Regions from separate parts of the Mus musculus genome. Here all the other regions are linked to region 2. Evidence: chromatin contacts called from public targeted proximity ligation data. All regions are on one chromosome and are shown on one strand. The core of a region is the stretch at or near the end of the contact, and the rest is flanking DNA. Distances in the headings are between cores, read along the strand shown. Region 1 holds the start of Rad9a (RAD9 checkpoint clamp component A). Region 2 holds the start of Zdhhc24 (zinc finger, DHHC domain containing 24). Region 3 holds the start of Pold4 (polymerase (DNA-directed), delta 4). Region 4 holds the start of Ndufv1 (NADH:ubiquinone oxidoreductase core subunit V1). Region 5 holds the start of Rps6kb2 (ribosomal protein S6 kinase, polypeptide 2). Region 6 holds the start of Ankrd13d (ankyrin repeat domain 13 family, member D).

Region 1 (4,476 bases), core at 1,793-4,292, 680 kb after region 2:
GCTAACTGCAAGACAGAATGGTGGATTGGAAAGCTCCATACTAGACTCACAACCCAGGAATGGGGCAGGGAACAGACCCTAGAAGAGTTTGTCTGCAAGGATTACACCCCAGGGAAACCCTTCAGGATCTTAAGTGTCAGGTTGGAGGGAGTCTGGGCGAGCATCCTGTTCCTTACCTTCCGCAGTCCAGTGTACTACAGGTTTCTGGCATTGAGTGAGAAAACAGGAGGGTGATCACTCTAAAGTATCCTTTCTCCTTCTCCTAGTATATACGACCTCATATACACTAGAATAGCACCTTAACACCCAGTATGTCAGGGACAGAACAGGTCAATCAGCAGCCGTCTCCTTTGCTTCCAGGGAGCCTTCTGTCTTCCAGGGAGCCTCGCCTTCTGTCTCCTGTTGAGACAGCCTGGCTGCTCAGGCAGGGGACAGGGGAGGAAGTGGAGGATGTTTTAAGATCTCACCCAGTCCTGGGTAGGGTGGGAGGATATCTTAAGAAGAAGAAACAGGAAGCACTGGGGATTTGCTTGCTTGCTTGCTTGTTTTTGAGACAGGGTTTCTCTGTGTAGCTCTGGCTGCCCAGGAACTCCCTCACTCTGTAGACCCCTCTGCCTCTCCTGGGATTAAATTAGTGCCCCACCAGGCCTGGTTTAACCCAGGGCTTTTGAATGTTAGATATGTGTTCTACTCAGATTTACACTCCAGCCCTTTATTTTTTCTTACATCTATTATTAGTGTGTGTGAGATTGGCAGCCCTTCCGTGGAGTGCTTGTGGGCGTCAGCGGGCAGCTTTCGGGGTTCTTCCTGTTGGGCCCGCTGCTGGCTGCGGAGCTCCTGTCCTCAGGCCGCACAGAAGCAGCTTATGCCCCCCCCCCCACCCGCCTGGCTCGCCTTGAACGTTCTCTGTCATCTCAATAGGCCTTGAATTTTCAATCTTTCCACCCCAGCCCTCCAAGAACCTGAGATTACAAACCTGTGCGAACATGGGCTAAGCATGGGAGAGTAGAGTTATCAGGAGAGGGGGTGCTGTGGGCAGAGGTGGAGGGTGGAGCAGCCTGGTTAAACTGTGCCACATACTTAACTTTTTCCTTTCCTTCCTTCCTTCCTTTCTTTCTTTCTTTCTTTCTTTCTTTCTTTCTTTCTTTCTTTCTTTCTTTCTTTCTTTCTTTCTAAAAAGATGTATTTCTTTTATTTATATGGGTGCTCTATCTGTACTGCATGCCAGAAGAGGGCATCAGATCACCATGTGGTTGCTAAGAATTGAACTCAGGTCCTCCGGAAGAGCAGCCAGTGCTCTTAACCACTGAGCCATCTCTCTAGGCCCTCCTTTTTCTATTTTTTTGAGACAGGGTCTTGCTATATAGCCCAGGCTGGCCTCTCAAGTTCTCGAGTCGCTAGTGGTAGGATTATAGGCATGAGCCACCATACCTGGCTCAACACCTATTTATTGATCCTAGGCTGGGTGGGAAGTACACAGAGCAATAAACAAAACAGAAGCAGTTCCTGCCCACATGCAGCAGCCACAACAGCAGGAAGCACAAATATTAAACACAGAGGAAACTGGGACACACCATGGCTCAAAGCCTAGGGTTTTCTCTGCTGAGGGAACCTTTGCTGTTGAGCCCAGGAAGAGAAGTCAGCATGGGAGAAGCAGGCTACAGCCTTGGAAGCAGCCAGAGTGGCCGCTAAGAGCCTGGCAGGGCTATGGAGATAGGTGATCATGTGGGGTAGGAGACAGTGAAGACCTCTGTGGGACCTGGATCCTCAAAGTTCCTGATCAAGAGACTGGACTTTGCCAGGAGAGTTAAGCCCACCGGGGGGGGGGGGGGGGGCGGGTCACTGAGGACTGTGTCTGGACAGTGAAAGGAGGACAGTGGAGACAGAAGGAGGGCCACTTTGCCATCTGTTTGGGAAATGAAGCAGCCAGAATCCACCGAAGACGTGAGCAAGTGAGGAGGAGAGGATGCTGGTAATCCCCTAACTCCCAGTCTAACAGAGAACTGGACACCTCTGCGTTGTATGCAGCTTGCCTTGGATGTGGAAAGGGAAAGCCGCCTCCTCCCCGGAGGCTCTAGGAAAGAAGCACTTGGAGAGGGAGAGGAGCCTAGAAAAACAAAGAGGGGCTAGGTAACAAACACACCCTCCCCACTACCCACAGGCCCGCAGGGGGATGGGCAAGGGTTGCTCTAGGCATTTGAACTACCTCCCAGAGCAAGGTGAATGCGTCCCAGCTGAAAATCTTCATCCTTCCACACTGTCTGGGTAATTGGTAAAATGTACATAAACCAAACCCCGCGTAGTACTTAAGCCTTCCCAGGGCTTCCCAGTTCATCCCTTCAGCTCTGCCTCCCCACCCCTTACCGCACAAGGCTCGGGACACCCCATTCACCCATATTCGCCTACCCCCATTGTGCTTCTGCTTCTGCCCCTCCTTCTGACAAGTCCATCCTTCCACCCTTTTCTGTCCCAGAACCTTCTCATCTTTCCATGTATTTACGAAGGTCAGTGAAGGATCCTGAAAGCAAAATGAACAGCCCCTTCTCATCGCTCTTGAAGCGAGTTACGTTTTTTGAGGGGAGCTGGTGGTTGCTGCCACAACAGAATCCCCAGCCCAGATTGAGCGCGGACTATCTTGATTTGACCCTGTAACCCCACACACTAAAGTTAGCGACCCGGGAGGGTCTACACTTCCCACGTTAGGGCTCTGGTCCAGAGCTCGATCCTTGGTGCAGACACCTTGCTCCTCCATCTAGTATGCCCTTCACCTATGCCCAGTGCAGCCCAGTGGAGCTGCAGAGCTCTGCAGGGTGTGCAGGGCTCGGGTTCGGGTGGGAGAATCAGACCTGAGGAAGGACACAGGAGCAAGCCCTCCGCAGTCACGTGACCCGGGCCACACCCAATGAACCGACTAGATCACGTGACACCGAGCTTAGGAACGTTTTTCTCACGTGACGGAGAAACCCCGGGTGAACCAATAAGGAAGCGGAGGCCAGGCCGGCAGCGGGGAGGGGACGGTGCGCGGGAAGGGAACTTTAGGCAGTCGTAGTAGCTGCTGGGACTCATTATATGTCCTATCCCGTCCCGGTTCGTGTGCAAAACAAGCTCGATTTTTGTGCTTATGTACTATGAAGTGCCTGATCACCGGGGGCAACGTGAAGGGTAAGTTTGGACCTACCTTGCAGCAGACCACGTGAGCAAGCCCCAGGAGTCCCCCTAACCACTTTCTGTTCTCCTCCCCGCAGTGCTGGGCAAGGCTGTCCATTCGCTATCCCGAATCGGGGACGAGCTCTATCTGGAACCCTTGAAGGACGGGGTAAGGGACTGGGACGCAGGGATGGGGGCGGATTCAATGGTGAATGGGGAGCCTAGGCTTGGTGTTCATTCGGCCTTACAGGGATGGTGGACAGATATTCCGGCGCAGTTTATTATCTCTTGGGTTGTTCGGACATCGGCTTGGGCCCAGTCTTCTGAGGCTGCATGTCTATACAGAGGGTACTTGCTCTTCCTAGAACGCCTAGTGGCAGGCAAGGTGGGGCTAAAGTAACTTAAGGGAAAAGCAATTTTGCCTGCTTTTTGTGTCTCAGCTCTCCCTACGGACTGTGAACTCGTCCCGTTCTGCCTATGCCTGCTTCCTTTTTGCCCCACTCTTCTTCCAGCAGTACCAGGCGGCTTCCCCTGGTCAGGACCTGCTGCGCTGTAAGATCCTGATGAAGGTAAGGGCCACCTGAAGCAGCTCCACAGCTGTGCCTCTGTGCCAGGTACTCAGTAAATGATGAGTTTGACTAGGGAGTTAGTCTCATATGGGAGCTATTCCATGCAACATGCAGTGAGGTAAAGATGTTTAGACCGTAGAGGGCTATCTAAGATCTGTGGAGAGGGTGGTGACATTGGTCAAGAAAAGGTTAGTGGCCCTTCCCAGCAAAGAGACCAGCATGGGCAAGGCAGCATGGGAGTGTGCAGACACCACAGCTTTGTGGGGCCAGTGATGGGGCCAGGGCCTACATGGGATGTAGAGCTGGGCCGTGGAAGCAGTGTGCCAGACTGATGTCCTACCCTGCCCAGGCCTTCCTGTCCGTCTTCCGCTCTCTGGCAATTGTGGAGAAGTCTGTGGAGAAGTGCTGTATCTCCCTCAGTGGCAGCCACAGCCACCTGGTGGTCCAGCTCCACTGCAAGTATGGTGAGCAAGCGGCCTGCCCAAAGAGTTCCTCTGTGGGTGTGGAGGCAGTGGCAGTGGAGGTTGCCAAGCCCTGAGACCATTTCCCTTATCCAGGGGTCAAGAAGACACACAACCTCTCCTTCCAGGACTGTGAGTCCCTGCAGGCTGTCTTCGACCCAGCCTCATGCCCTCACTTATTGCGCACCCCAGCACGGTAAGCACCCCTGCTTCAAACTTCGCCTGAGTCTCTCCTACCTTTAGGGCTTTAATGTCATTCTAGGAATGCTCCATTTTCAGCAGGCCTGGCTAGCCTATGC
Region 2 (4,028 bases), core at 500-2,999:
GTTCAGAAAGCTCCCCACCTGTGAGTAGCATGAGCCAGGGCAACAGCAGGAGAGCCACTGTGTAGAGGGCTGAGTGGGCCTGCAGCAAGGCTGACAGGGCGGGGCCTAGCAGCACTGAGATGTGGAGCAGGACACCAGCAGAGTGAAGCAGGAGACACAGGAAGGGCCGGTAATTATGGAAGCCCACACAGCAGCCCAATAGGCGACAGTGATGGTCACGACGTAGGATGCACACACGGCAGGCAGAGCAGTGACCACTACGAGGTGGCACCTGGCTTTGGCACTGGTAACAGTAACTGCAGGGGGTGGGAGCAAGGACACAGGTCAGTGCCTCAGTAGCTCTCAGTGTCCCAGACCATGCCCAACCGCAGCCTCAGAGACCATCTTGGGAAAGCAGGAACAGTCCCTGTCTTCACCAGGCATCTCCAGCTAGTGGTTACTGCCTGTGACACACCTTCTGAAAAGCAAAGTTTGCAAAGGCCTGGCAGTACTTCCACCACTAACATCTTTCTCCCTCTCCACTCCAGTCGCTGACCTTGTGGTTCTGGAATATTCTGGGCATACTGTGGCTTCTGCCTTTTCTTGGTCTGCTTCCCTCTCCCAGAAACCAGTTCAAAATTTCCCAAGTGGCTGACTCCACCGCAAATGCCTGAGTGATGTCCACCTATTTATTTTTAGTTTTTAGTTGCAAGTGGACAAGTTAGTCTTAATATATTTGTGGATGCTATGGCTTTTTAGTAAAATGTAAATTAATTAATCAAGCTAATTAACCTAAAGCTAATCACCTAAAAGTCTTGTACTGAAAATTGACCATCTATTTAAAATTGAAACTTTATGCTGGAGAGATGGCTCAGTGGTTAAAGGCATTTGCTTCGCAGACTTGATGGCCTGTTCACTCTTCTGAACCCACGTGGTAGGAGAGAACAAACTCCCGAAAATTGTCCTCCGACCTCCACCTGTGTACCCCGGCATGCGCGCCTGGGACCGGACACACATCACACATACAGACACAAATAATAAAGATAACTTCTCGCCTCTTTTACCCTGCTCTGTTTTTTGTTTCTGTATCATTCTTGAGCATCTAGTTTACGCAATTTGCTTTTTTTTTATTGGCTTATTATTATCTTTATTATCTGCACCTTCCGCCACTGAAATCAACTCCAGGAGGTCGGGCATCTGTTTTCACTTGAGTCCTAGGAACAGTGGCTGCTCAATATCTGAATGAATAAGTAGCGGGTGCCAGGCTCTAAAGGAGTTCTATGGCTCTAACAACCCGGATGCTAACGTCATCTGGTTACTGACACCTCAAGTTCTGGGTCCTTTCTTGGTACCAGCGACCACCAGACCCCCTGCTTCTGCCCGCCGACTCCCGGAGCCCAACACTCACGCCCAGCCCTGTCCCAGGCCGCGGCCAGCCAGCATCACCCCCCGAATGCTGGGATCCGAGCGGAGGAAGAGCACCACGTTGCCCAGCAGATTGAGCAGCTGATAAGCAGCTAGCGCCAGTTGCAAGGCCCGGGCCAGTGGTCCCAGCGGGGGTGGCCCAGGCCCCAGCACCATCACGTAGGCCAGCTCCAGGACCACGACGGCGGCCCACAGCGCGGTGAGTACCAGTGGCATCCGCGCGGGCGCTCCTTCTGCGCCCCGAGCTGCCCAGGACTCCCCCATGGTCGGACCCACCGGCTTTCCGATCGCTGGGATCCCACTGCTTCCGCATTGGGGAGGGCCTAGCAGCGAACTGACGTCTCCTGCAACCAATAGGAGCTCCGCAGGGGGTGCGTTGCGCGCGCCAGACTTATAGGGAGGGGCCACAGATACGGAGAAGTGATTGGCTAACTGACCAGATGTTCGAAAATCTGATTGGTGATGCTGCCCAGGTGTCAAAAAGAAGCAGTCCGCCCAGCGTACTGCAGTAGCCGCCCCTGGTGTGGCTTGCTGCCACTCCATGAGGATTGAGTTGCAGCCCCCGGGGCGTCGGGGTTTCCCGGCTCAGCACATTCTCCCTACACTCCTCTACAGCCGCCCCGGTATTAATAGACCTGGCTGGCCCTATCATCTGGCCCTGAGCCTTTCCCCATGCTCGGGTGTCTCCATCACCCTAGAAAACTCCCCAAACAACTTGTTGACTTGCTGTTACAGACTGTGAAATAGAAATAGGGGTCTGTTTCTCGAGCGCAATGCTTAGGAGGGACAGACTCAGGTCCAAGGGGCAGCCTTTAGGATGCCTACAGCCACCACTTGGAATCCACTTAATAGATGAGGAAACAAAGTCCATGGCTGTCCCAAGATCACACAGCAAGTTAACCACAGAGCTAAAATGCGAACCCACTATCTAGGCCAGTAGTCATCCCAGCATCCCCCGCGATTCCGCAATCTTTGACTCCAGCACAATCTCTTCTCTGGTCCAGTTCCCAACCTCCCTCGCCCCCTATCTGGCCCCACCCACGTACCCCATATTTAGTACGAACCCGATCTGGGGGCTGGACCGGGCCCTACTTAACCCGGCCTGAGTGTGCAGGAGCTCGCCCAGTGAAGCAGAGCGGAGCCAAGAGCCTGAGCAAGATGATGATGGTTATGCAGCCCGAGGGTCTGGGGGCCGGGGAGGGGCCCTTCTCTGGCGGTGGGGGCGGCGAGTACATGGAACAGGAGGAGGACTGGGACCGCGACTTGCTGTTGGACCCGGCCTGGGAGAAACAGCAGCGGAAAGTGAGTGCTCACCCATTTCCCAAAGGCAAAAACTGAGGCTGGGAGGCCAGGCAGTTCTTCTCGGGCATCTGGGCAGTTCAAGGTCAGAGCCTGGCTGTAATCTAGAGTGCAGCTCCCCAAACCAGGCTCTGCCCACCAGCTATATGCTGTCCTCAAAGATCAGAAGAGTTCTCATAGGGATTTAGGATATCAAGGACACCGTGGAGTCCCTCAGTGACTCCCCAATAACTTTAAGCCCACTGCCCCTCTTGTGTTGGTGAAAGTGGATTTTGGACAAGGTCCAAGAGACCCAACTCATTCTTGGATGGGAGGTGAGGGGTTCTCAGAAAGTTATGTTCCTTTAGTCTCCAGTTAAGTATCCCTAGACCCCATCCTGAGGAGAACATGCCAGACACACAACCAGTGGATTTGGGGTGTAGGAGAGAACAGCTGTCTCATATTCTTTCCCATCCTCTACTCTGTCTTCTGCTATGGGTGGATCCCTCTACTGGCTTGACAATGGAGGAAATTGAGGCCCAGAAAAGGGCACAGATAGGCAGGCAGCCTGTTGTGTACTGAGGAAGAAAAGAATGCCCCCATCTGAGGGTCTTTGTTCCTTGCCTCACCCCACTCTTTCCCAAGATTCCCCTCCCTGTCTAGAAGCCCTGAGTCTGCTGAAAAGGCCAGAAGGTCAGGAGGAGGGGAGCCCCGGCTCCCCTTACCAGTAACCTAACCCAGGCTCCCACATGGACACTTGTGCTGAGGCAGCGCCTTTGTGGGAGCTCAAGAGGGCCATGAGGGCAGCCATTGCCCAGGCTCAGCCTTGCAGGGCACTGCCCCCTCCTTCCCTGGATCATTTCACCCCTGGCTACCAAGAGGAGGGAGCAGGACACCTGGGTTCCCTGAAGAGAAAATGATTCCATCCGAACTGAGGAATTTTTGGGGTTCTGAAGGCCAGGCTTAGGGTGAGCACCATGAAGCCATGGAACCTGCCTTTTGCCAATTGTGCGTGCTTTTAGGAAAGTAGAGGGCATTGCAGACCTGAGAACCCCAGAATTTACAAGCAGATCGTTTCCGCTGTGTTAGATGACAGGAGCTGACTGCGGGGGGGGGGGGGGGGGGTGAGAAGCCTGAGCTGAATGGAATGAGGCCTGGGATGATCCACCCTCCCCCCCAGCCCCCTCCCCCTCCCCCTGCACCTGTCTCCAAGCATGGCTGTGGTCCCTGAGTTCCTGCAATCCCCGGGTGATGTCATCCCTGCCCCTGGCTCCAGCTGCCCTTTGCTCCTCAACAGCCCTCCCCCTCTCCCTCCCCCTCCCAGATCACAGTCTGTGTGTTCCCAC
Region 3 (4,237 bases), core at 1,516-4,015, 650 kb after region 2:
ACATAAGTTCAATGTTGTCATTCCTTAAAGCCATCCATATCTCTTTTCACTCACTGTAAAATCCAGATTTCTTATCATGGTCTACAATGCCCAATGGGACTGGCCTGCTGCCTGTTTGGCCTCATTCCCTTCTGTCTTCTTGTCTCCTTGTCTCCTGAGTTCCGACCTTCACATGCTTGTGTGAACAGTCTGAAAATGTTCCTGCCATTGAGCCTTTCTTGTCATTCTTTCTGTCTGTAACACTTACTCAGGTGTGAGCCCTCTCTGCCTTCCTTCTTTGTGTCTCTCTTTTCAAAGGCTTTTAAAACGATGGAGCCTTTCCTATCCTACTCTACAAAATATCTTGTTGACATTTTCTAACCCCCTAAAAGCCTCTCACCCTAATTTTACTTAATGCTGACCACCACATGACATAACTAGTTTCCATGATTGTTTTGCCTATATTTTCAGTGATATTGACACCCCATGGGATCTATAGTAGCAGGAACTTAGTAGCTGTTCATAAGTTGGGCATATTAGGCAGATTTTCTGCTGGCTGGTCAGGGAAGGAAACTTAGAGTGAGTTTCTACCAGGGAATACCAGAGGCCACTCAGCTTTTGAAAAGACTGCCTTAGAAAAATAGATATGGAAGCCTTGTGGTATAGAAACACAAGCCTTTAACCCCAGCACTTGGGAGACAGAGGCAAGTAGATTTCTGTGAGTTAGAAGCCAGCCTGGTCTATATAATGAGTTCTAGGACAAACAGAACTACATAGTGAAACCTTTTCCCCATTAATTAATTAGTTAATTAATTAATCACTTTACATCCCAGTCACAGCACTGTCCCCCGCCCCATATTGGGACCCTTTAATCTCAGCATTCAGGAAGCAGAGGCAGGCAAATTTCTGAGTTTGTAGCCAGCCTAAGTAAAGAAAAAAAAAAAAAAAAAAAAAAAAAAAAAGCCTGTAGCTGGCTCTCCAGCCCACTTACAGTTTGGGAACTGCCGGCTAGATTAGAGCATATTAAGAGATGTAAGGTCAGAATCTCAGGCTTAATGTACTTTATTGTAAGCATTAGTGAGCTCCTTGATCCAATAACTCACTCATCTGTGCCCTCAGCTAGATGCCCAAGGTGGGCCCTTTAGGTTATCTGCCGACATCTGGTTTATGCCAGCCTGTGCTGGATTTGCCACACCGTAGGTCAGGGGTGTGGCGGGTGGGCATCTGGTGGTCATGATTAGGGCGTGGAGGTGCTCAGCTTCACAGGTCCCAGGAGCTTCAGCAGCCTGCTGTTTAGATGGAGAAGAAGCTGAACCAGGAAGACCTCCACAGTCAGCCTGCTGTTTCTCCAAGGTTGGAATGAGCAGAGCAGGCCATGATGTCTGTCCTGAAGTTCTTGGTGGCTAGGAGGTGCCCAGAGAAGGACAACGTGGGGGTACCTCAGAGTGGGTAGAGATGCCACAGGCTGTGGAAGACAGGGTGGGAGAAGGAAGTCATAGCCACATCAGTTCTGTTCCTTGATGGACTGTCTCTAGTTCTTACTTACTTACTGCCTACAATCCTGTGGCTCTGGTGAACACCTCAGGACTCATGGATAGCTCCATGGGCCCTAGATATACCCGTCCCCCACCATCAGCTCATAGAGGTAAGGATCATTATCGAGATCTATCTCGAGCCAGACTCTTCTTGCTTGACAGGAAGGACCGTCTAAGTCTGTTCCCACTTCTCCAAGTCAAGGTAGCCCCTACGTAGACCAAGAGGGTGGCAGCTCCTGGAGAAGTCCCTGGTTCCCCTGAAAGCTGTCCCAGCCTATCCTGACCTGCATTGGAAGTGAGGGTCTTCAGGGTGTGCCTTCAACACTTGGTACACCTCTAGGGGGGGCTTCAAGCCCATCTGCTCTGCCCGACTCCAGCGCTGCAGCCTTGTGATACCTGCCATCAGGAAAAGAAGACAGGATAGGCAGGAGAATCCAGGATAGTGGACATGGACGGCAGTTTCTTGAGCCTCCATAGTCAGTTTCAGGAGACAGTGTCCAAGAGCTAGGCAGGATTACTTTTGAGACACATTGATAACAGAACTGATTCAGAGATGTGCCTGATGGGAGGGACTGGAAATGGGGTGCTCACCTGTACAAGGCCCATACTGCCAGGCCAGGTCAAACTGCCTCAGCAGCTCCAGCTCTGTTTCCTCCTGGCTGAGGGACTGGGTGTCTTCCCCTGCAATAACATGTGGTGGCTCCTCAGGCACATCCAGGCCTTTGCCCTACCCTGGACTTAGAGCTGTGACTCTATATCCTGGCAATCTCCCCACCCATTTGCCTTTGCCATCCAGCAGACAGACAGCTCATCGGAAGTGCGAGACATGCTAGCTTCCCTTTTTAGCCAACACACACACACACACACACACACACACACACACACACACACACACACAGAGTCCTTTCTGGTCACTTCATGTCCACTCTTCCTGCCACCCCCACATTTTAGAGACCTAGCTCGGGTGCCAGCTCTCCCTTGCTGTGCCCAGGGGGCCCCTCCCTCTTCTTCACAACAGGATAGGAGTCAGTGATGAACCGCTTCCGACCCATGGCGGCCACCCAGGCAGGCGGAGCAGGAGGCAAAGAAAAGGCAGGGCAGCGGGCCTGTGAGAGACAGCTGCTGAGAGTGAGAGAGGGGGCCAGAGAGAGATGGGCCAGCAATGGACAGACAAGTTGACCCAGACAAGCAGAGAGAGGAAGTCCCTAGGTTCCAGGGAATGACGCCTGTCTTCCGCCCCCACAAGCACGCAAACATCAGAGACCTAAGCAAATGGCAAACGGCCTTTGCGGGGCGGGACCTTAATTCTAGCCAATGGCAATCGGCAGAAGACGGGGGGCGGGGTAGCTGCTGCTGCGTTTCGAGTGAGGAGGGGTTAGGCGGAACCAAGAACCTGTCAAGATGCCCCAGACTTCACCACCTCCTCGGGTTTCTCATTGGTCCACTTGGGTCCCTTGGGACATATAGAGAGTTATCCTCGGCCTCTCACTTCCCGTTTTTCCTTCCTAGGCAAATGTTCTTTTCAGCCTCACTAATCCCCATGGCCAGTTTTTAAGTCCCCTGAGAACCTTTTTCTCCTGCCGGTTGGCCCTAGAGCGCTGTGGGATCAGATCTGTAGGTCCAAAGAGAGTTTGGACTAGTCCAGGTCCTTCCCTGCTGCTCTTACTGGCCCCAGGAGACCTTGCTGGAGAAACTCATGAGCTCAGAAGGCTCCTTTCTCACAGTCTGCTGGCAGAGCCACTGTCCACCCAGCCCAGGCATGCGGTTGCTGTGGCCGCTGTCAAGTCCCACAGCCTGCCTCTGTCCACTTTGCTAGTCAGGAAGATTCCATTCCAAGCAGGACGCCAGAAGTATAGTCTCCATTCTCCATGGGTTCATATCCCCAGTTCTTAACTGACAGATCTGCTCTGTTTTTTTGTTTTTGTTTTTTTCTGAATGTGTATCATGAGCAGAAAATAATTTCAATAAACCCAACCCTCATATTGGACTTTCCATGTGCCGAGTTCTAAGCATCTCCCACATGCTAACTCAAAATAGATATCAAAAGAGTTTTTTTGCAAGTGGGAAGTGTAGGCAAATTGTGATCAGTGCTCTTAGTAACAGCTACTGTGTAACTAACTAGCTTCCCGTGTGCTGCAGAAGTGCTCTTAGTAACAGCTACTGTGTAACTAACTAGCTTCCCGTGTGCTGCAGAAGTGCTCTTAGTAACAGCTACTGTGTAACTAACTAGCTTCCCGTGTGCTGCAGAAGTGCTCTTAGTAACAGCTACTGTGTAACTAACTAGCTTCCCGTGTGCGGCAGAAGCTCCCAGGCTTGCGCGGTAGAGAGAGGGACATACACAGTCGTTAGTCCTGGACAGGAGAGCAGGAGCACGAATGCCTTAGAGCTGGAGGAGAATGGTAGGCATTGGGAGAAGACCTCAGGAGGTAATTGCTGTAAACAGCGTCTCTCAATTCTCTACCCATGACCTTTGTTTTGGGGCTCCTGTCATCACTGACTCACCCCTACTACCACCTCCCCCTCACCAACTTCCTGGCAGCGGGTGAAAATGCTGGCCCGTGGGAGTCTGGGAACCAGCACTTGGACTGACCCAGCACTAATCACCCTCTGGAGAGCCCATCCGGTTCTTCCTTCCAGGGGTGCAAGGATGGCTGGTTGGAGGCCTTTGCCCTCCTTTTTGGAAGCTCTGTGATCTGGCTTAGGAAGCACTCGGCTGGCCTCCC
Region 4 (4,165 bases), core at 83-2,582, 870 kb after region 2:
GCTTCAGACTGTCCACAGCAGCTGACTATGATTTGCCTTGTGTTCTAGCAAGGACATGATTTTTCCAGCTGTAGATAGTTTCTGTGATGATGTGACATTTGGAATTCTGTGGAGTTTTTAGAGGGTATATAAATGCTAGGACACCAAGAGGTTATTAAGTAGTTGTGCACAAAGAAGAAACAAGAAGAAGAAGAGGAGAAGAAAGAAGAAAAGGAAATAATTAGATATCCTGACAGTAAAGATCAGGCTTGCCCCAAGGAACTGACGCCCATAATAAGCATGAAGTAGTCTAATGATGCTGCTGCCCTCCTTCTGACCCCTGATACCCTGGACTCAAATACTATGTAAACACAAAGAATGCTTTATTCTGCAGAAGTCCAGCATGCTGAGGTCTCCCATTACCAAGATAGACATCCAAGTGAGCTTGTAGGCTCAATTTAAAGCATATTAGGGGAATAGTAAGACTCTGTCTGACAAAGCAGAAGGAAGGAAGGAAAGAAAGAAGGAAGGAAGGAAGGAAGGAAGGAAGGAAGGAAGGAAGGAAGGAAGAAAACTCTTAAACTCTTATATCTGGGGCTGGTTTTTGAATCTAGCATTAGGAAGTCAAAGGCTCACAGCAAGTTGAAAGCCAGCCTACGCCATATAGTGATTTCCAGGCCTGCCAGAGCTAAATGAAACTTATCTTAAAAGAAAAACAAGCAAAACGTTTTTGTTCTAGAGCTGGGTTCTGAAGACAGGAGTCCGGCTGCAGTGTGTAACTAGAGCCCCAAGGGGTCCCTGATAAGGGGAGGGAGTAGCCTTTTAGCATCGGCGGGAGCCTGTGACACTCACTGACCATCCCTGGTCTCTGCATTGCTCTAAAAGGTTTACAGACACACAGCCCTGAGAAGTCCTATGCAAAGGTTCTGGGGCAGCTTTGTGGGAGGTGAGGGACCTCACCGGTTCTTTTGTTAATGAGTACTTCTCCAAGGCACACGGATGCTCAGGGGGAGCGCTTAGTTCAGCAGGGCTCGGCTAGTTCAGCGTAATTACACCAGATCAGGACGATTCCGCTGTAGTCCAACTAATTTTCTCACCAGCTTCCATTCGTGCATATATAGCTGGTGTCAACTAGACGCAAAGTCTGTAGGAAGTGGAATACTTGGGATCCAGCAGAGGGCGACACGTGAGCCTGGTTTACTAGGAAAAGGAAGAGTCTCCGAGAAAGGAGAGTCTGGGCAAGCTGGACTACATCTCCCAGAAGGCCTAGCACGAGAGTAAATTTCCGGTCTCTGTGCCCGCGCACCTTTAGTGGGCGAGGCCGAGGACAGAGCTCAAAGGAACGGAGGTCCCTGGACACGCCACTGGCTGCGGATGTGTGACGCACTTCCTGTGCGCTCCCCACCCCGTGTGTTTCTGTCGCGCCGGTCCCGCGGTTCGGAGTTGTGAAGGTGACAGCCGGAGGTGACCCGTCTGGCTCCCGCGATGCTAGCGGCACGGCATTTTCTCGGCGGGTTGGTTCCCGTGCGGGTATCTGTGCGTTTCAGCAGCGGCACGGTGAGCCCGCCCTGATTCAGGCCCACGCCTATGGCGGAGGAGTGGCGAGCGGCGAGCGGGATTGTGGTCCCCTCTGCAGAGTCCTCTCCTCTCCGAGCTACCACCCGGTCTGGATAAAAACTAACGGTCCCAACTCCAGGCTGACGATGTCCAGTCCAGCTACTCTTGTTTTAACAACCCCGTCTTGGGGTGAGGGTTTGCAGGTGTTGAGGCGTCTTAGATAATCTGTTATTTCTTCCTCGCAGCCCTACCGGGTATCAGGGTCTTCGCCCCATTTCAAAGTTCAGAAAACAGTTTTGAAAAAGATGTGTATCTCCTCAACCCCCCGACAGTATTTTGCTTCCAGTAGTGACCGGAAAACGCTTTTGTGAATTTTTTTTTTTTTATGAGATAGGGGCTCATTATATAGTTCTAGGCTGTATTCAAATTAGTGTTGGTCCTCTTGTCTCAGCCTCTCTGGGTGCTCCTGAGACCACAGGCATCCACCACTACACCTGAGGAGAAGTACTTTTAAGGAGGTAGGAGTGGATGTCAGGTCACTTTCTACCAAGTCGTGAACCATTCCAGTCCACACCTCTCCTTTATCTCAGACCCCAAATCCATTTTGTTCCCCAGCCCCAATGAGGCACTTCTCTTCCATCAGTGACCACGTACTACCTCTTCAGCAGAGTTAGGGAGATCAAGCCCCTCCTAGCCAGGTTTTGCTCTAGTGGAAGAGTCAGACAAATCTATGCTGGTCTTGGGGAAGCAATGCTGGTGCTGTCGCTGAAGTGTGACATGGCTCCGTGGGGACCATCTGCTTTTAGCTTTGTGGCCTTCCCTAAGTTCCTTTTGTTTAGAGCCCCCCCCCCCTCCTTTGGAAAATGGAGGAAATATCCTATCCCAGGAATGTTACAAGGATGAATTGGGATGAAACGTTGAGAGTGTTTAGCTCTGTAACTTCTAAACAGGAAGGACTGATATAAATGGTGGTCGGGAGCTACAATGTTTCAAAGACTTTGAAGCCTCTACCCCTGCTGTGGCCCAGCTCCTCATATGTAGGAAGGCCCAAGAAGCTGAAAATTCTGCCCCAATCCCTCATGGTCCCTGAGCTCTGGACCTCCTGACCTTCTATCTCCCCAGACAGCACCCAAGAAAACCTCATTTGGCTCACTGAAGGATGAAGACCGGATCTTTACCAACCTGTATGGGCGCCATGACTGGAGGTGAGACAGTGCCCATGGCCTGCTGGGTCCCAGAGCAGGACTTCTCCTTCACATCATTTCCTACTCTGTCCAGGCTGAAAGGTGCCCTGAGACGGGGTGACTGGTACAAGACAAAGGAGATCCTGCTGAAGGGGCCTGACTGGATCTTGGGTGAGATGAAGACATCAGGTTTACGGGGCCGTGGTGGTGCTGGCTTCCCCACTGGCCTCAAGTGGAGCTTCATGAATAAGCCCTCAGATGGCAGGTTTGTTGGGGAAATATCCTAAGCTCTGGTTGCAGGATACAGGAGGGGCTGCTGGATCACTGGGTTTTGGGGCTGATGCTGGGAAACTTAGCAGGCTGTAAGAGAGGATATATCTATCCTTAACTTAAGAGCTATCTCTTTCCTCAGCAGAGACTTAAGATGTTACAATCCATACAAGATTTTCATTTAGGCAGACCTTATTATTCAAATTCCACCTTTGCCTTTTAATACTTAGCAAGCTTTGGAGAATCTGGTCCTTTTGAATTCCTCTTTTTTTCTTCTTCTTCTTTTTCTTTTTTCTTTTGTATGTGTATGGGTGTGTGTCTGAGTATGATATGCAGAAGTTAAAAAGATAATGTTGGTTCAGTTTTTGACCTGCAACTTCAGTAGACACCTAGACACCTAGAATGCAAATTATAAAGTTAACCACTCGGTTGGCATAATGGCTCAGCAGGTAAGGGAGCCTGGCTTCAAGCCTGGTGACCAGAGGTCACTTCTAGAACCCACATGAAAGAGAGAGAGAGAGAGCTGACTCCCACAAGTTGATCCCTGAACTTCACATGTGTTATGGCACATGCTGCCACCACCAGTAAATAAATGTAATAAACAGAAATATTGTTTTCAAGATAGGACTTCTCTGTGTAGCTCTGGCTGTCCTGGAACTCACTCTGTAGACCAGGATGGCCTTGAACTCAGAGATCCACCCATCTCTGCCTCCTGGGTGCTGGGGTGAAAGGTGTGTACCACCACTACCTGCTCATTTTTTAAAAAGTCAACCACTCTACCTCCTGTTAGCCTCAAGGCTGTGGTAGAGGTTGCAGACCTCTTACGACCAAGAACTGAATTGACTCTCAAGGGAAGCCCAGGGAGAGATGTTGGATTTGTTCTCTCAGGAGAACATGGCTTATCTTGTGGACATACGTGGTCACGGATGAAATAGGCAGAGTCCTGTCATCGGTGTGACACAAAGAGAGCCTTGGGTAGGGCACAGAAGATCAACTGCCTTGAGGCTTCTCTGAGTGTAGACGGAATGAAGTTTGAGAACTGGGTCCTGGTGGGTCTGTAGCCTGACTGATGTGCAGGACCCCACAGGCCCAAGTATCTGGTGGTGAATGCTGACGAGGGAGAGCCAGGCACCTGTAAGGACCGAGAGATCATGCGTCATGACCCTCACAAGCTG
Region 5 (4,477 bases), core at 1,597-4,096, 720 kb after region 2:
TTGGAGAATGAGGCTGATGTGGAGAGAGCCATTTACCAGGTACCCCTGCCAGGTGTGATGAAACTGGAATTTGGGTCAGGAGCAGTAGGCGTGCAGCTGGTGAAGGATGGGCCCCAGTGCCGTGAGCACTTTTCCCGGATCCTCCATGACCTGCAGGGTGAGGCTGACCACCCTGGCATCGGGCTGGGCTGGGGCAATGCTATGCTGCTGATGGAGTTTGTTGAGGGCACAGAGCATGACGTGGACCTGGTGGTGTTCGGTGGACGGTTGCTGGCTGCTTTCGTCTCCGATAATGGCCCCACAAGGCTGCCTGGCTTCACAGAGACTGCAGCCTGCATGCCCACTGGGCTAGCACCAGAGCAGGAGGCCCAGGTGGTGCAGGCAGCCTTTCGCTGCTGCCTGGGCTGTGGGCTGCTGGATGGGGTTTTCAATGTGGAGCTCAAGATGACTGGGGCTGGGCCAAGGCTCATCGAGATTAACCCTCGAATGGGAGGCTTCTACCTTCGAGACTGGATCCTAGAGCTCTATGGTGTGGATTTGCTTCTGGCTTCTACAATGGTGGCCTGTGGCCTGCAGCCTGCCTTGCCTGCTCACCCTCGTGCCCGTGGCTACCTAGTGGGCATCATGTGCCTGGTGTCCCAGCACCTACAGCTGCTGAGTTCCCCGAGCAGTAGAGAGACTCTGCAAACCCTCCATGACCAGGGGCAATTACGACTCAACCTGCTGGAGGAGGCCCTGATACCTGGCCAGTATGAGGAGCCCTACTGCAATGTGGCCTGTGCTGGGCCCAGCCCTGCTGAGGCCTGTCACCGCCTGCTAGGCATCTGTCAGGGCTTGGGCATTGACAGGCCCAACTACCCTGTTGCCCATTTCCTGTCTCATTTCAAATAGCACTGGGGTCAAGGAGCAGCAGGGATGCAGTGCCAGGAGGAGGGGCCGTGGGGCTATATTTCCCTGTCCCTCTCTCTGTCACTTTGCCCCAACCCAGGGTCAGCATGCTACCACAACTCAGGCCTATTCCAGAACAGTAGAGCCATTGTGACACCAAAGTCTTCTGGATTCAAGGACCATAAAACAAGTATCTGGAATTTGCTGGGTCCTCTTGCCTTCCAGAAAGCCTCCATCTAGCCCCAGGTACCCCCAGGACTCCAGCCTTTAAAGAACTAACAAATAGCAGCTTCTTCACTGGCACATCAGTGCCCAGCCCAGATGGGGGTGGGTGAAACCCAGGCTCCTCCTCTCTTACCCCTCCACCGCCTAGGTCCAGCTCTTCCTGTCACCTACACAAGGAGAGAACCTTCACCAGCCCCTAGCCTTGGACAAAGGCCATGAAATGGGAGATTAGCACACTAGCCTTTATGCAAAACCCAGGACAGTTGTAGAGCCTGCTGAAAATGTCTGGCCGTGCTTCACTGTGTCTGTTGGCCTGAGCAGTAGAAGCAAATGTCTGTGCTCAGCACTAGGAGTAAACATTTCCCTTCATGCTTTCAGGCAGACCCTAGTGCCCCTATGTTACAGATGAGGAAGCAGGCTCAGAGAGAGAAAAAAAAAAAAAGACTGCCTCCAAGTTCCTATTATAGTGGATGTAGACAGAATGCCAAGGCCAACCTTCTCTGTTTACTGTTTTAAACGCTCAGTTAGCCTCCAGGTCCTCTCTCCTTTCTATCTTCATTTATAGGCAGCACTCAGACTCCTAAACACCTGCCTCCCATACACCACACACGATCTCTACCAGCTTTGTTGCTTTGGCCTCTGGCATTCCTAGCTAGCTTGGCCCTGGGACTTCTGTGTACACCTTTCCTCATTTTAGGGAGCTAGCTACTCTGAAAACACCTGTCTTTGCTCAGGAGCCGAGGACAGCTCCTGAAACCTGCCTACCTAAATAAAGACTTGTTAACTAGTGAAGTATCCGGAGTCCAGTGTTTTAGCTAGTGCTCCCCTCCCAGGTTCAGTAGGTGGGGAGCTGGGAAGTGGGAGGGAGAGGTAGAAAGCACCCCATTGGCTGGGCCCCAGGGTTGACCTTTGCTACGGGCTTACCTTATATCTACATGTATGTTTGAGATTTTTTTTTCTTGAATTATAATCCTAAATCATATTCAGGCAGTAATCCCTCTGCAGACCTGGATACCCCTAAATTTTGTTCATCTGAGTTCATATCCTATACCTCAGTGGGCATCCCGTGTGCAATGGAAAAGCTATCCAGACAGACTCCAATAGAAATGGACAGGCTTCGTTTGGGATCGAACCCCAGCAGTCACTTGCCATTTGTATGGCAAGTGATTTTACCCGCTGAACCATCTCGCCAGTTCTCATCCATCCTTTCAACTATATTCTATTAAAATATCTATTCTGAACTAGGCAGCTCAAATACTCGGTATGCATACATTAGCAAAAGTCCATATTTAGGTGTGTTGAGCCCTTCAGAAAGGGAGCCTTGAAACAAAGCCCAGGCAGTCGCCCAGAAAATGTCAGACCTGCAGGGTCTGTGAGCTTCAGGGAGGTTGTATGGAGTGTCCCTAATACAGCTTACTGTCCCCTAATACAACCGAACAGACACAAGTTTTCTTTCTGGGCAGCTCACAGCACTAAGAAGGGCTGAGGAGTTGCCACTTAAACGTTCATGCATCTGTAATTCTGCCCATTAAATCTTGAACTTGCTCCAGAGTCAAAATGGGAGCCTCTGTGCGCGCGGCTCGGGGCGAGAGCTGGCCCAGGAGAAACCGACAAGGAAGATGGTCTAGTAAAGCCTATTCTATTCATAAGGCTTGCAGGATGGGAGGTCCAGATGTCTGGAACTACGACTCCCGAGAGGCTTTCCGACAGGCGCCATCTTTTCTTCCCACTCGACTTGAGAGTGGGTGAAGCTATTGCGTCAACAGAGCGAGCGGCTGCTGTCGCGGAGAAATGACGTAGGCACAGCCCGGTGCTGTCAGTCAGAGTTCTGCCTGGTCCGGGCCAAGGGTCCCGCGGGACCGGCGGGGCCATGGCGGCCGTATTTGATTTAGACTTGGAGACCGAGGAAGGGAGCGAGGGCGAGGGCGAACCGGAGTTCAGCCCTGCGGTGAGTGTTTCTCTCCGGGCGCGACTGGACCCGGGAGCCCGGCTGGTTAACCAAAACCCTGGCGCTCCCAACTCTGAGTGGTTTGTGACCCCTACAAACCCAGATCCAGCCCCAACCCCAACCCCAGCCCCAGCCCCTGGACCCAATCTTTCCTTTTCTATCCTTGGTCTCTCCTTCCCAACCTTTCCCCATCCCTGCTCCTGTCTTCTATCCTTGGTCCTCTCCCCTGGGCCAAGCAGTTGAGCCTAGGTTGGGAGGAGGTATTCTGGCACCTCCCATGGTTCTTATTACTTGGTTTCTCACAGGACGTGTGTCCCCTTGGCGAATTAAGGGCTGCTGGCCTGGAGTGAGTGAGGGTCTTGCTTGGGGGGTGGGGGTATGGAGTAGGGGTCGGGACTTGGAGTACACTAGAGCCTTTCCCTCATTAACTTATTCTGTCTTTAGGACAGTGGGACACTATGAAGAAGTAGAGCTGACAGAGAGCAGCGTGAACCTGGGTCCTGAGCGCATCGGGCCCCACTGCTTTGAGCTACTGAGTGTACTGGGCAAGGGGGGCTATGGCAAGGTACTAACATCCCTCTCTCCCTGGCGACCTCAGCTCTAGCCTGAGACAGCATACTATCCTTCACACCCAATAGGCTTGTAAATGTACGGAGTCTCTGATGGAATTCAGAGCTGGAGACCTGGGGGAAGGAAGGGCATATCCTTTCAAAATCTGATGGAGATCTTTACTGTTCCACCCTTAAGCTGAGTTTAGACCTTTTGGTCCCTTTAGGGTGGGGCAACCTTGAAGGTGGGGTGTGGTCAGAGAAGTTAATCCTGTCTCCCCTGCCCTACAGGTGTTCCAGGTGAGAAAAGTGCAAGGCACCAACTTGGGAAAAATATATGCCATGAAGGTCTTAAGGAAGGTGAGTCACTCGCTTAGCCAGCAGAGACAGAGTAGCTGCCATCCCCATCAGCCTGTGCCAGGTCTCGGGAAGACAGCCGGAAACATGATAAAGACAGTCCTTATCTTGACACTTGCTGACTTAGCATCTATTGTCATACATACGATTTTGGAGTAATTCTTGGATGGAAGAAGCTGGCCTGCTAGGGCACATATGGCAAGCTTTGATTGTCAGGACTCATGAGGACAGGCAGTACTGTTGGCATTCTGTGAATAGAAGCCCAGGATGCAGCGCAACAGGAACCCACGACAAAGAATTGTGTGGCTCAGTGTGTCAGCAGGGTCAAGTTGAGCTGAACTTGGTAGGATACTGTGTAGTCTCAGGACTTGAATGGGTAAAGCCGGAGGATCTGAGTGGTGGTAGGCCAGCACACCAGGGGCTACATAATGATACCTTGTCTCAAAGAACACAAGAAAGTATCAAGGGTGAGAGACTGAGAGGATAAACCGGTTCCGGAAAAGTTTACTGT
Region 6 (4,231 bases), core at 300-2,799, 600 kb after region 2:
CATGGAATACCTAAGACCAGAGGTGTCCTGGAAGTGATATCAGATGGGAGTGGACAAGCTGTCAGCTAGGAGAGGGAGGTCCATGTGGAAAGAAGGGTCGATGTCAGAGCAGTAAAGACTGGCGGAGAGATGCTCAAGACTGCAGCAAGTCCTAGGCCGTCCAGGGCCAGGGTGACGATGCTGAGGAGGAAGTCTCTGACAGAAGCAGAGACCAGCAGGACCTAACTGCAGAGCTCTGGACCTTTAGAAGCTCAGGGCCTTGAGTTCCTCCCAAAGTCCAGACATCGTAGATGACCTGACCACAGCACACACGGTGGGTAGCCTAGATCCCGGACTGCTATAAACCACCCGATCGCAGGGAGAAAGGTGGCAATCAGGCTGAAGAGATGAGGACATCCTTGGGCAGGAAGGGAACCTCAGTTAGATGGCCTTTCTCCATCACACTAAGTTTAACAGATAGGGAGGTGGAGCCATCCGATGAAGGTGTTTGCTGCCAAACCTGACAACCTGAGTTAAAGGATGGGAGAGAACCAACTCTCAAAAGTTGGTTTTTCACCTCCACACTCATGAGCACCCCCACACAAAAATGAATGTAAGATTTAAAAATAGAGAAACAGACCAGAGTCAGTTTTGGAAAGTCTGGTTTACCCCCTCGCCACCCAGCAAGACCAGGATCAGAGAACCCATGGTAGGACTGAAGATAACCAAGGGTCCCAACTAAGCTGGCTGGCTGCTTGAACCCTAGATCCTGTGTGAGTGGAAGTGCCAGCCTTGTTTCGAAATTCTCCTTCCTTCCCTGTTGGCAGTAAAATGCAGCCTCTGCAAAATGGACTCCTGTGGTGGTAGCGTGCACCCTGGCCGATCACCCAGCCAGGAAGCTGAGCTTATGTCCCCCAACCCCAACAATATTCCTGTTCCTGATTCCTTGCTGTCTTCCAGGCATCAAGGCCAGACAGATCCTCGGGAAAGAAAGCTTTGACTGGTCAGCATTAGGGGTTGCTGCGGGGTGCCCATCTCCAGAAGCTAAGCGCCTGTGCTGGCAGGGATGAGGTCAAGATTTCCCATCCCACCCGCCTATAAAAGACAAGTCGGTGCTGATGGAACTCAGGAGTGGGCTAGACAGAAGGACACATTGTCAGCGGGGGTGGGGGGGGGTGGGGGCGGGGGGGGCTGCAAGAACAACAGACCCTGGCCCAATCCCAGTGCCACCGAGCCTACCCCACTCCCCTTCCGTTCCCTCCTCCCTCACCTTTCTGACCACTAAGAGATTTGCCCAGGGCCTGGGGCGCCCCCTGCGGGCACGGGTGGAGCTGCAGCTATGCCCCGCCCTCCGGAACAACCCCACCGACCATGGCGCTTCAAAATGAAGTTCCGGCTGTTCCTGGGGCGCATGTGGTTGCCCTGGAGACTGGACAGCACCCCACACACACTCCGCCCGCCCCCAGCGCGCAGGCCTGCAGTGGTTGCCGTAGCTACGGGAGGCGAGGGTGTGCGAAGCCCGACGCCACGCCCTAACTCCATGTAGCCCCGCCCCCAGATCCCCGCCCCGCCCTCCCTGCCGCCTTCGCTCTTGCTGCGGCGGCTTCTAGCAGGGGTCCGCGGGGCTGCAGCGGGTGCGGCTGAGGTGCGGCTCAGAGCGGAGGAGCAGGGGACGTGCCAGGCGCAGGCCAAGAAGGGCTGGGCCTTTCGCTCGGGATGCGGTGCTGAAGCCCAGCATGGCCGGCCTGGGCCCCACCTTCCCGCTGCACCGGCTAGTCTGGGCGAACCGGCACCGCGAACTGGAGGCCGCACTGCACAGCCGCAAGGTGAGGCCCTGAAGGGGATCCGATTCGGTTGGTTTCCTCCCCAAGCCCCGGTGCCAAAGTACGGAATCTACTCCGCAGCTCACCGCCCCTGCTGTGCTCCGCAGCTGCATCCTGACTCCTTAGGTCCAGCTCTTTCCAAATCCCTGGTCACCTGCCCTCGAGCTTGAGCATTTGTTTAGCGCATCTCCCTTGGTTGGGCCTTGCTCTGCTATCTGCCCCCTTCGTATTGCGTTAAGCTCAGGATTCACCCTCATCACCTCTGAGCTAGAATGAGGACAAGAACCGTGTTCTAGCCCTCAAGCTGGTCTAAACTCTCAGCATCCCTAGCCTGAATCTGTCTTGCTAGACTCCACCACCAGGCCCTCAACTCTGGATAGCAGAGGGCAGAAGAAATGAGCAGTTCCTTCCCACTGGCCCTTACTGTCCCCTTTACCCCGACACTTTCCAGTCCACATAGGCCACACTCTTATCTTCTCACTGACCTGGTTACCCATAGTAACTCCAGCCCTTTTCAATCCAGTGACCTCCTTGCTTTGGCCCTCTCTTGCCTTGTATTGAGTGACCCATCTCCCTTAGCACGACATTGAGCAGGAGGACCCCCAAGGGCGAACCCCCCTGGAGCTTGCTGTGACCTTGGGGAACTTGGAGTCTGTGAGAGTCCTCCTCCGACATAATGCCAACGTGGGCAAAGAGAGCCACCAGGGCTGGGCAGGTACTGTGCAGGGCAGAGGGTCCTCCCTTGAGACTAGCTTCCAGGTTGGTGAATGGGGGGCAGGGGGAGTAAGTAACCGTGCCTGGGGGCGCTAAGAGGGCTACCCCAGCAGTTGCTCATCTCCAGTCCTGCAGGAGGCAGTCAGCACTGGAGACCCTGAGATGGTACAGTTGGTACTCCAGTATCGGGACTTCCAGAGGGCCACACAGAGGTTGGCTGGCATTCCAGAACTGCTCAACAAACTCCGTCAGGTATTACCATAGAGTAAAGAAGTGGGGTATAACAGGCGCTCCGTCTTCCTGTGATAAGCCTGGCCTTGGAGGAGTATCTAGGTTGTGCGAGACGCTTTCCCACCATCTGTGTCTCAACCTCTGCCAAGGGTCATGTAAGAAATATGGGATCCCAGGCCCATGCAGATGAGACTGGGTCTTTTGCAAGGAAGACATTCACCAGCACTAAGGGTCCCTGATACCAGGAATCTCTTGGATAGAATGGTAGGCCTTGGGTCACCTAGAGAATGTAAATTTCCAGAAAGGTGACTGGGTAGAGATGGCCTGGACCCTGGAGTGCCTAGTCCTGTGCATCCGAAGCACACAAAGGACAGAGGCACAGTTGTGCTCCTCACATGTGGGAAGGTCTGGAAGGATCATTGTGTTCTCTTTACAGATAAAGGACTCAGACACAGAAAAGACAGAGGACCTCGTAGGGCCCCACAGTGGGCTATGGCCCATGTCAAAACTAGCTCTAGGCCCCCAATGCTTATAACTTTTATATGTGTAGATCATTTTAGGGCCTACTTGGGCTCTCTCCTTGGCATGGTTTGTTTGGAGTGGGAGTATAGCTGGGCCACAGCAGTGCATCAGAATTTGTGGGCTCCCAAAGAGTAGTTGTGAGGCCCAAGGCCTACTTGGCTGTGGCACCAGGCCATGGCTCCTAACAGGCAGCTCTGGTTTTTCTTAGGCCCCTGATTTCTACGTGGAAATGAAATGGGAGTTCACTAGCTGGGGTGAGTGGGGCTCAGTTGACCGCAGAGACTTGGAGTGGGCCATTTGGGGGGAGATTCCCAATGACTCTGAGACTTCTTTCAGTACCTCTTGTGTCCAAGATGTGCCCGAGCGATGTGTACCGTGTGTGGAAGCGGGGTGAGAGTCTGCGGGTGGACACTAGTCTCTTGGGCTTTGAGCACATGACCTGGCAGCGTGGCCGAAGGAGCTTCATCTTCAGGGGTCAGGGTGAGCTGTCTGTCACCTCAGATTCCCTGGTGGCTTTTAAGCATGTGTCCTTCTCTCTCTGTGCTCTCTGAACGTGGAGACCGAAGCTGAGGGTGGAGGGGATCCAGGGCCTGGGGGTTTATCTACTTAGCAACAGTTGGCTGAGGAGAGCTCACTGGTAGGACCTGGCACTAATATGGCCTCCTCCTGTGACACCCCTGCGGCTGACAGAGGCGGGAGCCTTGGTGATGGAAGTGGATCATGACCGGCAGGTGGTGCACACAGAGACCCTAGCTCCAGCTCTGCATGAACCAGAAGCGCTGCTGGCTGCCATGCGGCCTAGTGAGGAGCACGTGGCCAGTCGGCTCACCTCTCCTATTGTCTCCACCCACCTGGACACTCGCAATGTAGCCTTTGAGAGGTCAGTTGGGGCCTGGTACTATGGGTGGGGAAGGAGGAGAGATAAGAAGACACTTTTTTTTTTTTTTAAAGTTACGGACAGT

What was found.
Region 1: a contact with region 2 is called in a targeted proximity ligation map of pancreatic cancer cells. A contact is called at or near these places in 1 of 39 promoter capture datasets (liver) and 2 of 130 datasets of targeted methods (bone marrow-derived macrophages and pancreatic cancer cells).
Region 3: a targeted proximity ligation map of memory CD8 T cells shows a contact between it and region 2, with 6 read pairs. A contact is called at or near these places in 1 of 39 promoter capture datasets (liver) and 2 of 130 datasets of targeted methods (memory CD8 T cells and pancreatic cancer cells).
Region 4: a targeted proximity ligation map of pancreatic cancer cells shows a contact between it and region 2. A contact is called at or near these places in 2 of 130 datasets of targeted methods (memory CD8 T cells and pancreatic cancer cells).
Region 5: a contact with region 2 is called in a targeted proximity ligation map of pancreatic cancer cells. A contact is called at or near these places in 1 of 39 promoter capture datasets (liver), 1 of 130 datasets of targeted methods (pancreatic cancer cells) and 1 of 9 other capture datasets (pancreatic islet).
Region 6: a contact with region 2 is called in a targeted proximity ligation map of memory CD8 T cells, with 9 read pairs. A contact is called at or near these places in 2 of 130 datasets of targeted methods (memory CD8 T cells and pancreatic cancer cells).

Annotation. Positions count from the first base shown.
Region 1 is chr19:4,200,169-4,204,644 of GRCm38.p6, reverse strand. Rad9a (RAD9 checkpoint clamp component A) reads left to right here and starts at 3,042. Exons shown (of 11, transcript NM_011237.2): 1 at 3,042-3,162; 2 at 3,246-3,316; 3 at 3,588-3,716; 4 at 4,066-4,180; 5 at 4,274-4,373. The coding sequence starts at 3,129. It overlaps Gm30082 (a long non-coding RNA gene), which reads right to left and starts at 2,937. Exons shown (of 4, transcript XR_388289.3): 1 at 2,847-2,937; 2 at 2,407-2,518; 3 at 2,207-2,261; 4 at 1,405-2,107.
Region 2 is chr19:4,876,389-4,880,416 of GRCm38.p6, reverse strand. Zdhhc24 (zinc finger, DHHC domain containing 24) reads right to left here and starts at 1,749. Exons shown (of 3, transcript NM_027476.3): 1 at 1,388-1,749; 2 at 19-296. The coding sequence starts at 1,668. Actn3 (actinin alpha 3) reads left to right here and starts at 2,508. Exons shown (of 21, transcript NM_013456.2): 1 at 2,508-2,706. The coding sequence starts at 2,563.
Region 3 is chr19:4,230,421-4,234,657 of GRCm38.p6, reverse strand. Pold4 (polymerase (DNA-directed), delta 4) reads right to left here and starts at 2,765. Exons shown (of 4, transcript NM_027196.4): 1 at 2,470-2,765; 2 at 2,106-2,195; 3 at 1,799-1,910; 4 at 1,024-1,444. The coding sequence starts at 2,566. The coding sequence ends at 1,420. Gm45928 (predicted gene, 45928) reads right to left here. Exons shown (of 4, transcript NR_132309.2): 2 at 2,106-2,195; 3 at 1,799-1,910; 4 at 1,026-1,444. All of the region lies in intron 2 of LOC102631992 (a long non-coding RNA gene), which reads left to right.
Region 4 is chr19:4,009,922-4,014,086 of GRCm38.p6, reverse strand. Ndufv1 (NADH:ubiquinone oxidoreductase core subunit V1) reads left to right here and starts at 1,332. Exons shown (of 10, transcript NM_133666.3): 1 at 1,332-1,536; 2 at 2,659-2,741; 3 at 2,815-2,985; 4 at 4,078-4,165. The coding sequence starts at 1,465.
Region 5 is chr19:4,161,752-4,166,228 of GRCm38.p6, reverse strand. Rps6kb2 (ribosomal protein S6 kinase, polypeptide 2) reads left to right here and starts at 2,846. Exons shown (of 15, transcript NM_021485.3): 1 at 2,846-3,061; 2 at 3,367-3,407; 3 at 3,506-3,626; 4 at 3,901-3,969. The coding sequence starts at 2,984. It overlaps Carns1 (carnosine synthase 1), which reads left to right. Exons shown (of 10, transcript NM_134148.2): 10 at 1-1,905. The coding sequence ends at 891.
Region 6 is chr19:4,280,455-4,284,685 of GRCm38.p6, reverse strand. It overlaps Ankrd13d (ankyrin repeat domain 13 family, member D), which reads left to right and starts at 1,549. Exons shown (of 15, transcript NM_026720.2): 1 at 1,549-1,805; 2 at 2,382-2,517; 3 at 2,644-2,768; 4 at 3,478-3,523; 5 at 3,606-3,749; 6 at 3,960-4,149. The coding sequence starts at 1,716.